Linked DNA regions of Mus musculus: regions 2, 3 and 4 are each linked to region 1. The links are chromatin contacts, called in public Micro-C and promoter capture Hi-C maps. All regions are on one chromosome and are shown on one strand. Each heading gives the region's core, a stretch centred on a gene start, on an enhancer-like site or on the middle of the called end of the contact. The rest is flanking DNA. Distances are from core to core; before and after follow the strand shown. Region 1 holds the start of Gcm1 (glial cells missing homolog 1). Region 2 holds the start of Cgas (cyclic GMP-AMP synthase). Region 3 holds the start of Lrrc1 (leucine rich repeat containing 1). Region 4 holds the start of Klhl31 (kelch-like 31).

Region 1 (2,700 bases), core at 151-2,650:
TCCCAGCAACCACATGGTGGCTCACAACCATCTGTAATGGGATCTGATGCCCTCTTCTGGTGTGCCTGAAGATAGCAACAATGTACATATATATACATAAAATAAATAAATCTTTTTTTTTTCTAAAGAAGCAACAAAGTAATACAATACAGAAAGAATCCATCTATTACCTGTCTGCTGGAAATAGCAATTTCATTGACATTTTTGCAAGTACCAACTGCCAATAAAAAAATCTGCAGAAGCCACTAGCACTTGCTACAGTAGACTTTAGGGTTTCAATACTCTGGTCCCTACTTTTATCCTCAGGTATATTTCCATCCTCATTGCTAGATCTGGGTTATAAGAGCCTTAGGAGCCATTATTACCTGGAACCACCTAGTTCTACCAAAAATATGTAAATTTGCATAAAAAGACACAGCTAGCTTAGGACTATGCCCATAGCACTTTAGATTAACTAATATTTTTATAGATAAATCCCATGAACTGTTCATCACCTTTGTAAGATCAGCCCCCTTCCCCCAAACCACGAAGTCCAGTCCCCTCCGCAAACACTGCCATTCAAGACTAAATGTGCGAGAGGCTCTTCTCAGTCTGTCTTAGCTTTGTTTCTGGGCTGAGGTGTTTGTGGCGCTGAGGATGGACGCCGGGGCTTGCACTGAACCACCGAGGTGCTACCACCGGCCCCTCATCGGTAACTTCTAAGTAAATCTCTATGTTTAGGAAACAATTATTGAGCTGCTTGGAAAAAGATGGTTGCCACCTCAGTTCAGAGACCGCTCACATGACAAGTAGAGAAGTAGTGAATAGTAAAAGTCATCGTCTGTCACAGCCCTAACTCTGCTAGCCCAAACTTGTAATTAGAATGGTTATGACCCACAGCGCACTTCACACAAAACAGAACAGATTAAAAAAAAAAAAAGTTGGAAAACAAGATTTATACTGTCTAAACCTAAAAATGCTGTTCTTAGACAAGGCTAGATACTTGATTTTAAATTAAGAGCAGAGGAATAAAGATTTTACTCCCCAAAAGTACAATAATTTTAAAAACTTTAAAGAGACTTTTCTCCAACACATACTTTTATGAAGTGAGGATTAATTTAGTATTTCCCTAAAAACTAAGAACAAGACATTGGGGAAAACCTGCTTTATCCCGTCAGTAAGTAAACTCAATCTTTCCCCAGGATTAAAATAAAGGTCTAAATTTTTCAAGACTTCCTTTTATTTCAGAGTTGTGACCAAGGCGTGTTCAGCTTCCATCATTTTTACAGACCATGACCTAGAACAAATAAAGCCTGTGGCCATGGCTACACAACTCACCCTGTCCGCCTTCAGTGCTCCCGAGTCTGTCCTTCTTGTCAGCTTCTTGTCCAGGTGTCATACAAGTGTCAGCTCTGGCTCAGGTCCTGCAAGTTCTGTTCATTTCTAAGTGGTCGCTGTTCCCTAACCCAGGTCAGGGTACACTATGCTAATGACTCTGGCAACTGTCCAATCAAAATCAAGATGCTTTCAGCCAGGGACAGGTAGGAGCAGCCCAGCTCTTCTCAGGGTGCTAGCCATGTGATGAATATTCTATGGTGTGCCTCTGAACTTTCCCCTCCTTAATGCTAAGAGGACATCTAACTTAAAAGGATATTGAGGGAAAAACAAAACAAAACAAAACTCTGAAAAGAAATACAGATTTTTTTTTCCTGATAGTTTTATAGATTGAATCCAAGAGCGACTGTTTTACAGTAGATGCGTTTTATCCTCTGTGTGTGTGAGCGAGAAGGCAGACAGGGAGACTCATGGCAGTGCAAACACCGAGGGGGGGGGGGGATGGAAATTACTGAGATAGTTTTTAGACAGCTAGCAGCCCTAAACCAGAAACACTGAAAGCCATCTCTAATTCTAAGTGTATCAAACCTGACAACGAATGCAATTCTTCAAGCCCAGCTCCTCTGCGGAATCCCAGGTAGTCTGCTGGGCTTCGGAGATATAACGGAGAATCAAAGACATCAAGAAGTTCTGTGTAGTTCAGGGTGGCAGGGCAGAGCTCTAACTCCAGGGAGTGTCTCTGCAAATTCAAGGCTAGCCTGAGCTAAACAGCAAACCCCCCCCCACCTCCCCCAAGGTCTTTTTTCATTTCCATATCTAAATCTGACCCATCTTTTAGGAATTCTAACAGACCCATCCAATATCTTCCAATACTGTTCTGAAACACGTGACTTCTCTTTTCGATGATATTTCAGAACCCTTAACCGTATCACTAACAGTAACTGTTTTTCTAATCACAAAATAAAATCAAAATCTGTTGTCTTGTTTATCATTGTGGCTAATCCATAGTGCAATCTTTCAGTAGATATCTAAGACTGTATTTTGGTCACATAGCTTCAAACTCTTGCTTTTTTTTTTTTCTGCATGTACCAAATGTAGATATTTTTTGCTTAATTTGTGGGATTGCCTCCTCTCGTTGATGTGGATCTGACCTGGCTTGCCAGCTGCTCTGAGTCGAAGGGTTTTTTTTTTCCCCCTCCTTTCCTTCACAGGAAACTCCTGCTGGGTTCCAGCTGCAGCACCAGGGCTATGCCTGTCCCAAGGACAGGTTCTACCCAGTGAGCTCCATGCCCTAAGGCTGAGGTCTCAACTTGCCAAATCCTCACTTCTGCTACTGGCTCTGTGAATTCTTTGCTTTTGTTTATTGATTGGTTTCTTAGTTTTTTG
Region 2 (2,700 bases), core at 11-2,510, 390 kb before region 1:
CTGAGACTAATAATGGAGAATGCCACTCTACTGGCAAGACCTCACAGAGAGGTCTCCTGCTCAAGTGTATTTCTGCAAAGTAGGCAGCGTTTCCATTCCCAGGTGTGTCTACTTGCCATTCAAAAGCGAATGCTTGTTAGACAAGTTCCCATTTTGAAAACTCATGTACAGGCATTGACAGGAAGGAGGGAAGAGAGTTGCAGGGTCAATAGGATGGCAGCACACTGATCGGTGTCTTTTTATTCAGGCTACATGTATCTCATAATATATGGTACATACACACGCGCGCGCGTGCGCGCGCGCACACACACACACACACACACACACACACACACTCACACACACACACACACACTTTACAAAAAGTTACACAGAGCAGCAATTTTTGAGCTTTATTTTAAGGGACACACAGGATTGCATAATAAGGTGTGGAATATAGTAATGTTATTATTATAACATTCTGATGTTAGTTGAAAACTAAGTGTTGTTCTGAGCCATGTAAATCTTCAGAAGACAGGTTTTTGTTTTTGTTAGCACAGTGGAAGGCAAAATGAGTTCCGCCAAGAACAACTTTAAAAGAAGCAGCCACTGTTGACGAGACCGACTTTAGAAATCGCTTTCTGAAAGTCTGCATTAAAGGACTACGGAATCTCAGCAGCCAAATCAGGATGGCTTACACCGTGCTGCTCATGAAACTCACACAGGCACTTTGAATATGTTCTTTAAGAGTCGGTGTGCTTTTTAGAAAGATAAGTTGAAATACTAATTCCAAGCAGTTAAATCTAACTTGAAAAGGTTCAGTGAGTTTCTATTTCTCATTAACAAGAACAGTAAATTTTGATTTAAAGTTTACATAAACCGGGCGAGGTGACGCACGCCTTTAATCCCAGCACTTGGGAGGCAGAGGCAGGCGGATTTCTGAGTTCGACGCCAGCCTGGTTTACAGTGAGTCCCAGGACAGCCAGGGCTACACAGAGAAACCCTGTCTCGAAAAACAAAAAAAACAAAAAACAACAAAAAAGTTTACATAAAAAAGTTGTTTATCAACTACAAATGTACGAGAGACAGTAGTGTCCTGAAACACATCTTGGTGGTAGGCGGCAAATCTAGCCATCTGAGCTGTCAGTGGTTTCCGCGTCTGTGCGGTAAAGGAGAGGTTTCCCGGCCAGTGGCTCAGTGGGTGGTTCCCCAGCTAGTGGCTCTGCTGGTCCCCACTGGTGAAAAAGTTCGCATCTCTTGGACCGCCTCTTCCTGGCGCTGACTTCACGCGTGCTCCTGCGCCTGCTCGCGGCGGATACTGACCGGCTACGTTCCCGCCATATATTTAAGTTTCATTTCCAGCGGCCACTGAGAGTTCCCCTTTTCGCGGCCTTTCTTCGAAGTCGATTTATTCTTTCCCGGACCGAAGAGCGGCAGATATGGAAGATCCGCGTAGAAGGACGACGGCGCCACGCGCTAAGAAGCCGTCCGCGAAGCGCGCCCCGACGCAGCCCAGCAGGACCAGGGCCCACGCGGAAAGCTGCGGCCCGCAAAGGGGGGCTCGATCGCGGCGGGCGGAGCGTGACGGGGACACCACGGAGAAGCCACGTGCCCCAGGGCCCCGAGTGCATCCAGCAAGGGCCACTGAGCTCACCAAAGATGCACAGCCCTCGGCCATGGACGCGGCAGGAGCCACCGCGCGGCCTGCCGTCCGGGTGCCCCAGCAGCAGGCCATCCTGGATCCGGAGCTGCCCGCCGTACGGGAGCCCCAGCCGCCCGCGGATCCCGAGGCGCGGAAAGTCGTAAGGGGACCTAGCCACAGAAGGGGCGCGCGCTCCACCGGGCAGCCCAGAGCGCCGCGAGGGTCCAGGAAGGAACCGGACAAGCTAAAGAAGGTGCTGGACAAATTGAGATTGAAACGCAAAGATATCTCGGAGGCGGCCGAGACGGTGAATAAAGTTGTGGAACGCCTGCTGCGCAGAATGCAGAAACGGGAGTCGGAGTTCAAAGGTGTGGAGCAGCTGAACACTGGCAGCTACTATGAACATGTGAAGGTGAGCGTCAAGACCTGCTGGAGGGGCTCCGGCCCCACTCCTCACTTGCCTCCTCAGCTGTTTGGGGGTCCCACACTCTTAGGGCCCCCCTCCCTTGGAACACCCCAGTCTTTTTTTTTTTTTTTTAATTCATCCAGTTAGCTCACAGCAAGCAATATTGATAGCTAGTTAGTTTGCTTTGGAGGGATGGGACAGGTGACCTTAAAGTAGTCGCAGGGGAGTCATCTTTATTAATCCTTCCCCAACTATAGCCTCTAGATTGAATCTAGTCCATCCCTGAGACTTTGGGACCGCCTGCAATTAGGGCAGAATTGTATACAACTAATTGGGAGAGGTGGCTGGGTACTCAAGTGAGGGTCCGTTGACATTGTCGCACCCCCTATGAGCGAACGTCATCTACAAGCCTACCTCTAATGCTCTTCGGAGAGTAGGCCCGGCTGAGTTCCTGAAGATGATGGTGATAGCTATTCTCTGCTAGTGAAATGAGCCAATTCAAGCCAAATTAAAATATATTAAGGCAGGTTTATTAGAAAGCTGCTCTTGGGCAGGTTCACTGGTCCTAAGAAAAAGGCCAGGGTAGTCACTGTGGGGAGGGAGACAGAGGGAAGAGGGAAGAGAGAGAGAGAGAAAGAGTGTGCCCACGCAGGGAGAGAGAACATACAGAGAG
Region 3 (2,700 bases), core at 154-2,653, 510 kb after region 1:
ATACACACTTCTGGAATGCAAGAATGAAGGAGGAGTGGAGGCTCAAAGTCCGCCTCAAGAATGCAGGCACCAAGTCAGGTTAAAAAGTGAAGTCAGCATAGTGGCAGGAATTAGGTACTGGCTGTAACCATCAAGTCTAGGTGATAATCCTGAGGTAAAAACAGGTCAAATTTCCTCCTTCATCAATCAAGACAAGAGATCCTCCTGATAGAGACGAAACCTTTATGTATCTCTCCCCCTCTCCCCCTGGGCAAGTGCCCTGTGCAGTTAAAAATACTGAAGAGACAATGAAAAAAAGTTTCAGAGCAAACTCTGCCTTGGTTACTAAGCAAGCTCAATTTTCAATCTTCTGCATATTGTGATGTTGGTGACTCCAGATTTGAGCTGAGGGAGCATAAGGCTTCCTTTGCTGGGTGGGGAGTCAGAGAAGACTCTTAAAACAGTCTATTAGCTATTGTATTTGGCCTAAAACGGAGTCATCAACTGTTCATGTGGAGTGAGTTTGGTTAGTTTGTATCGTTGACTCTGAAAACAGAAGAAAAGGGGTTCAAATGTCTGGCTGTGGTAACGGGAACCTCTGAGGAGCAAAGGAAGAAATTTGGGGCTCCCCGCCCCAAACTACAGCGTGGGTTGCAATCTCCCCTTTGTAAGACGCAGGGTGCTGTTGAAGAAATACAGGAGCCAGCTATTGGAGGTTCATCTGCCTTCCTGCACCAGTGCTTTCTGTACCTCAGCCCAGGTTAGCCCCCAAAGCACATCTGGCTAAGGTGGAGCTAATGCTGAAGCGCACCTTTGCCATCTCCTTTCTTCTCGGAGCATCTTTTAGAAGATTTTTGAAGACGGACATCCATGCTTTTGTTGGCACCAGGAAGTTGGTGACACGTACATCTCAGATAAGTCCTGCTCACCAAAGATGCTCTCAGGTCGTAGGGCCTGCCAGCGAGTGTGCGCAGACACAGGGCACAAACGGGGGTTAGGAGGAGGGGGTGTCGGAAAGCCAGAACCGACTCCTTCATTACCCCGCGCTCAAGGTACTCGGCGGGGCGGTACTTCCTGACCCCGGAAGAGAAAGTTGTTTTGGGGAAGGGGAGCAAGAAAAAAAAAAGCACGGTGAGTAAAATGAAAACTCCGAAGTTGTTCTGCTCCTTCTGGCCTTCGGTCCCTGCCCTCCTTAGGAGCTTTTTGGGGCGCGGCTCCCTCCAGAATCGCACACTGTGCGACTCCCCGCGGAGGAGAGGACCGCAGGAGCACCGTCTCCCGACCCTCCCGGGAGCCGGGTCTCCAGGAAAACCCGGAGCGGAGCATCCCCGGCCGGGACACGCCCTCTGCGTGCCGCCGAGTGCGCATGCCCAGTGCGCGGCGGCCGCGAGTAGGAAGCGGAGCGCGGCGGAGGGGGCGGTGGGAGGGGACGCTCGCGACTGTGGCGAAGGCGCGGGACGCGGCGAGGGTTCCCGCGGCTTCCTCAGAACGTTCGGGACGGTGGAGTCCTTGCGAGGCGCGAGCGAGCTTGGAGCCAGCAACGAGCTTGGAGCGGGCGGCGGGCGGGGAGCAGCGGGGCGGCCGGGCGGAGCGGGCTCCGAGCCCCGGGCTCCGCGGCTCGGCGGGACACGGCTCTGGTGGTGGAGGCGGCGATGTTCCACTGCATTCCCCTGTGGCGGTGCAACCGTCATGTGGAGGCCATCGACAAGCGCCACTGCTCGCTGGTCTACGTCCCCGAGGAGATCTACCGCTATGCCCGCAGCCTGGAGGAGCTGCTGCTGGACGCCAACCAGCTCCGGGAGCTCCCCGAGGTGAGTGCCCGCCTCACCTGGCGCGGTGGCCGGGTCCGTGCGCTCCTCCGCTGACTGCTTCGCTCTGGGAGACTCTGGCCAGCGGGGTCCCACTACTGCCCTCAGCCCTCCCTGTGCCCCCCTCCCCTGCTTCCCGATTAAACCCATCCTCCAATAAAAGTTGTTTTTCATTTATACCGAAAGACTTGGTATTTAACAAGTAGTTACATGGCTAGTGGAGAAACGTTCTGGTCCACTAAGTGGCTTAGATCCACGTCTGGGAACTAATGCCGGTTAGGTGAGAAGCCAGGTAGCTCACACTGTTCCCAGCTGGGGGCGACCATGCGCCCCATCACGCCCCGGGGCGATCGGCTAGCAGCCAATTCTCCAGCTAGTGGCTTGGAGCTCCTCATTTTGGGCTAACGCAGGTCCCAGAGGATGTGGGGACCCAGCAGCGCGAAAGTAAGCTTTAGTATATCTTGGCATCTGTAAGGAATGTGCTCCGGGCCTTATCTCTGTGGGCTATGCCCTGGAGAGATGGCGCTTGGTCCGCTTCGGTAGCCCCGTGGCCGCATTGGGGTGCTGGGCAGGAGGAGAACTGCTGCAGGTGCCCAGGTTCCCGCCGCTGGTGCACTGCGTGCGTGGACCTGTTGCGTGGTTGGAACTGCGATGAACGTGTGTAGTGGCTCCCGCTGCGAGTCAGCCCTGCTTGCTGCCTTTCCGCCACCACAGAGCTTGCTTGGGTCTGTCCTATCACTAATGCCATATCTTTTCAGAGTTGTTTATGAAAATTAATCATCTGCCGCACCGAACTTGGCCTGTGACAGATACTGATTGTGCTTCTAGGCCCTGCTGGGGTTAGACGCTGAACTTTTAACCCTTGAATTTGCCTCGGGATTCTAGCTTTAACTGTTAAGGAGGACGCATCCTT
Region 4 (2,700 bases), core at 73-2,572, 420 kb after region 1:
GGCAGTTTATGAGGAGGTTAAGTTGAATGGGGTTCTCTGCATTTTTCTCTGCAGCGCCACCCTGGGTTTGTTTCTAGATGGGTTATGAGCTCCGAGGACTATTCCGAAGCCCACAGCCCACATGTCTTCATGGTCCTTTGCTGTAAAGTGGCTCAAAGATTTTTGTTTGTTTGTTTTCTCTTTTAAGTTCCTGGAAAAAAAAATACACAATCCAAAAATACATCTAGAACCACTGGGCTGATGTTGCCAAGAACTGAAAACCTAACTGTGCCCTCACCGGGAAGTGGGCAAGTCTGTGTCAAAGTACTGACTTTACATAAAATCATTCCTCTCCTCAAAGAAACCTGGTTTCTGGGCAAAGCCTGCAGACAGTGGTCACTTGTGTGAGAGCGCTCTTCCCACTGCCCACCACCCTGAGTGCGCACGTGTGCTGAAGCATCACTGTCATGGCCCAGGACTGGGATCCCACAGGACTACTGGCTAAGGGTGAGAATCAGCTGTGCCCGCTCCCTGTCCCTGATGCATTCCAAGGGCTGCATCTGTTGGGGCCCGTCAGCTCTGCCTCCCGGAATAGAAACAGACACGACCCAAGCTGCCCATTTTTAGTTAAGTCCGCCGAAACAGGGATTCCACTTTGTCGCTTTGTCATCAAAATGATTTTTTTTTAAATGTGAAACATAAATCAAGATAACCATATGTGCACATTTAGTACAAAAATCTATATTTATTTTCTGTCAACTAACAAATGTAGGGTATTTGCGGGGGTAGGGGCTCAATTTTGTCGAGAAGTTATATTTTGGGGAGTCAGAGGGTTCATTTGAGTTTTGTATTATTAATTCAGCTAAAACTAGTAAAATTGTGTCTTTCCTAAGCAGTTGTGTTGACCAAACCACATGTTTAAGTGGTTGCTAATGAAATTAAAAATGGAATTCTAAATCTCCTGAGCAAGCCCTAAGAATTTTCTTTGTTCTTCTTCTCTATAAAATAGTGGAAGAAAAACGTATACTATTTAGAGATTTAAAACAATCATTACAAAGCTCATGTAATTTTACTTTTATAGCGTATCACTCATACATATCAGTTACTGTGTCTGTTTCCTTGGTTACAACATTTCTCAAATTCCAGGACAAAGTTTTCTGTCTCCCAACTTCAGATCAAGGGACATGACCTGTAGCACCCAGCTGGAGATACCCTGTAGGAAAATAGCTCTACTGCCACCAACACTCAGACACCCCCACTGTCTCCCACCCACACAGCCATACACACCCTAGGATCCAGTCGGCACGAGTTGGTAGTTGCGGTCCCAGCTTCTCTCTCCCGGTGGTGTGAAGTGAGAGCCCGCTGGTAATGGGGAAGGTTTAACAGCAGACTCCTTTGGGGAGGTGATCTGTGGAGAGAAAGGGAGGGTGGGAGAAGGGAAACCCAGTGAGGAGTCACCAGCAGCCGCCTGACAAACCCTAGTGGCAGTAATTTTTAGAATCACCCCTTGCCATCTCACTGGAGCAAACAGGCTGAGCCTGCGTGCTGGCCTGGAGCAGCCTGAGCCCTCCTCTCCCTCTTTGGTCTTCAGCTCGAGGGCAACGCTGGGGAAGAGGGCGGTGCCCTGGTTGGTGGAGAGGGGTTGGGTTTCTTGACCTGGCCAGGTTGTTTTGTTCATTTGTTTTTAAGTCATGGACTCAATGGATGCGAGGAAAGAAAATTAGCTAAACGGATGTTCAATTGCAATTGATGGAATTGAAGCCGGGACTTGAGAATTGTTGTAAGAAGAGAGTTGTGGACAAAAGTTAGTTTCTAGGAAGGTAAATAGCCGTCACCTCAGGTCCTGTGAGGAGACTGGTTATAAATAGACTGTTCTGTAGAGGAGGAGACATGTTTACCAGGACAGGAGATATTCTGCTACACTTCAGTATGGAGTTGACATTTCATAGTTTAACAAAGCCAGGCTTGTGACCAGCCCTCCATCGGCCATTGATTCACAGGAGGGTCTGTGATAAACACACTTGTGCAGAAGCATGCTGGGAAATGCCTACTCTGGGAACATTTCAGGCAAGAAAAGCAATTCAAATGATTGTAATTGACAGAGGGCTTTTATAGGCACCTGGAGTACGAAATGACTTTCTAAAGGTCAGTGTGGTATCATCTTCAGTAACGGGCAGATAGATCATTGAAAAGAAACTTCCTAATAACCCGCATCAGTCCGATGCTGTCCGTGGCCTACTGAGAAACCTTTCTGCATTCTTTTTTATTTTTTTTATTTTTTTTATTTAAGTACACTGTAGCTGTCTTTAGACACACCAGAAGAGGGCGTCAGATCTCATTATGGATGGTTGTAAGCCACCATGTGGTTGTGGGATTTGAACTCAGGACCTTCAGAAGAGCAGTCAGTGCTCTTACCCGCTGAGCCATCCTACCAGCCCCCTTTCTTCATTCTTAAATGCTACAACTGTGAAGAGTCCTGGATACTGAGGACAAGAGAGAAAAATCTCGAAGAGAGAATTTAAAGATGTGGAGAGGCTCCCAGAAGCCAGACTTTTGGGACCATTGTGTAGCAAGAAAATATAATTAAAATGTATGTAGCCCAGGGTTAACAATGGAGGAGCTAGAGAAAGGATCCAAGGAGCTGAAGGGGTTTGCAGCCCCATAGAAGGAACAACAATATCAACTAACCAGTACCCCCAGAGTTCCCAGGGACTAAACCAC

Evidence for each region. Promoter capture Hi-C pulls out the DNA fragments that hold promoters and counts their contacts. A called contact is a pair of places that touch in the nucleus more often than the background predicts.
Region 2: a contact with region 1 is called in a Micro-C map of embryonic stem cells, with 1.8 times the contacts expected there. The contact joins the promoter of Cgas here to the promoter of Gcm1 in region 1. A contact is called at or near these places in 1 of 484 Hi-C or Micro-C datasets (embryonic stem cells) and 1 of 115 datasets of contacts at active chromatin or transcription factors (bone marrow-derived macrophages).
Region 3: a contact with region 1 is called in a promoter capture Hi-C map of macrophages, with 6 read pairs. The contact joins the promoter of Lrrc1 here to the promoter of Gcm1 in region 1. A contact is called at or near these places in 16 of 39 promoter capture datasets (the 3T3-L1 cell line, 3T3-L1-derived adipocytes, the C10 cell line and 11 more), 2 of 484 Hi-C or Micro-C datasets (both in embryonic stem cells), 1 of 115 datasets of contacts at active chromatin or transcription factors (bone marrow-derived macrophages) and 2 of 9 other capture datasets (adipose tissue and pancreatic islet).
Region 4: a promoter capture Hi-C map of hippocampal neurons shows a contact between it and region 1, with 5 times the contacts expected there. The contact joins the promoter of Klhl31 here to the promoter of Gcm1 in region 1. A contact is called at or near these places in 15 of 39 promoter capture datasets (the 3T3-L1 cell line, the C10 cell line, the HPC-7 cell line and 10 more) and 1 of 9 other capture datasets (adipose tissue).

Annotation. Positions count from the first base shown.
Region 1 is chr9:78,050,658-78,053,357 of GRCm38.p6, reverse strand. Gcm1 (glial cells missing homolog 1) reads right to left here and starts at 1,400. Exons shown (of 6, transcript NM_008103.3): 1 at 1,318-1,400.
Region 2 is chr9:78,441,797-78,444,496 of GRCm38.p6, reverse strand. Cgas (cyclic GMP-AMP synthase) reads left to right here and starts at 1,260. Exons shown (of 5, transcript NM_173386.5): 1 at 1,260-2,033. The coding sequence starts at 1,419. It also overlaps a transcript of Mto1 not described here.
Region 3 is chr9:77,543,555-77,546,254 of GRCm38.p6, reverse strand. Lrrc1 (leucine rich repeat containing 1) reads left to right here and starts at 1,403. Exons shown (of 14, transcript NM_001146048.1): 1 at 1,403-1,790. The coding sequence starts at 1,632.
Region 4 is chr9:77,635,354-77,638,053 of GRCm38.p6, reverse strand. It overlaps Klhl31 (kelch-like 31), which reads right to left and starts at 1,322. Exons shown (of 3, transcript NM_172925.2): 1 at 1,267-1,322.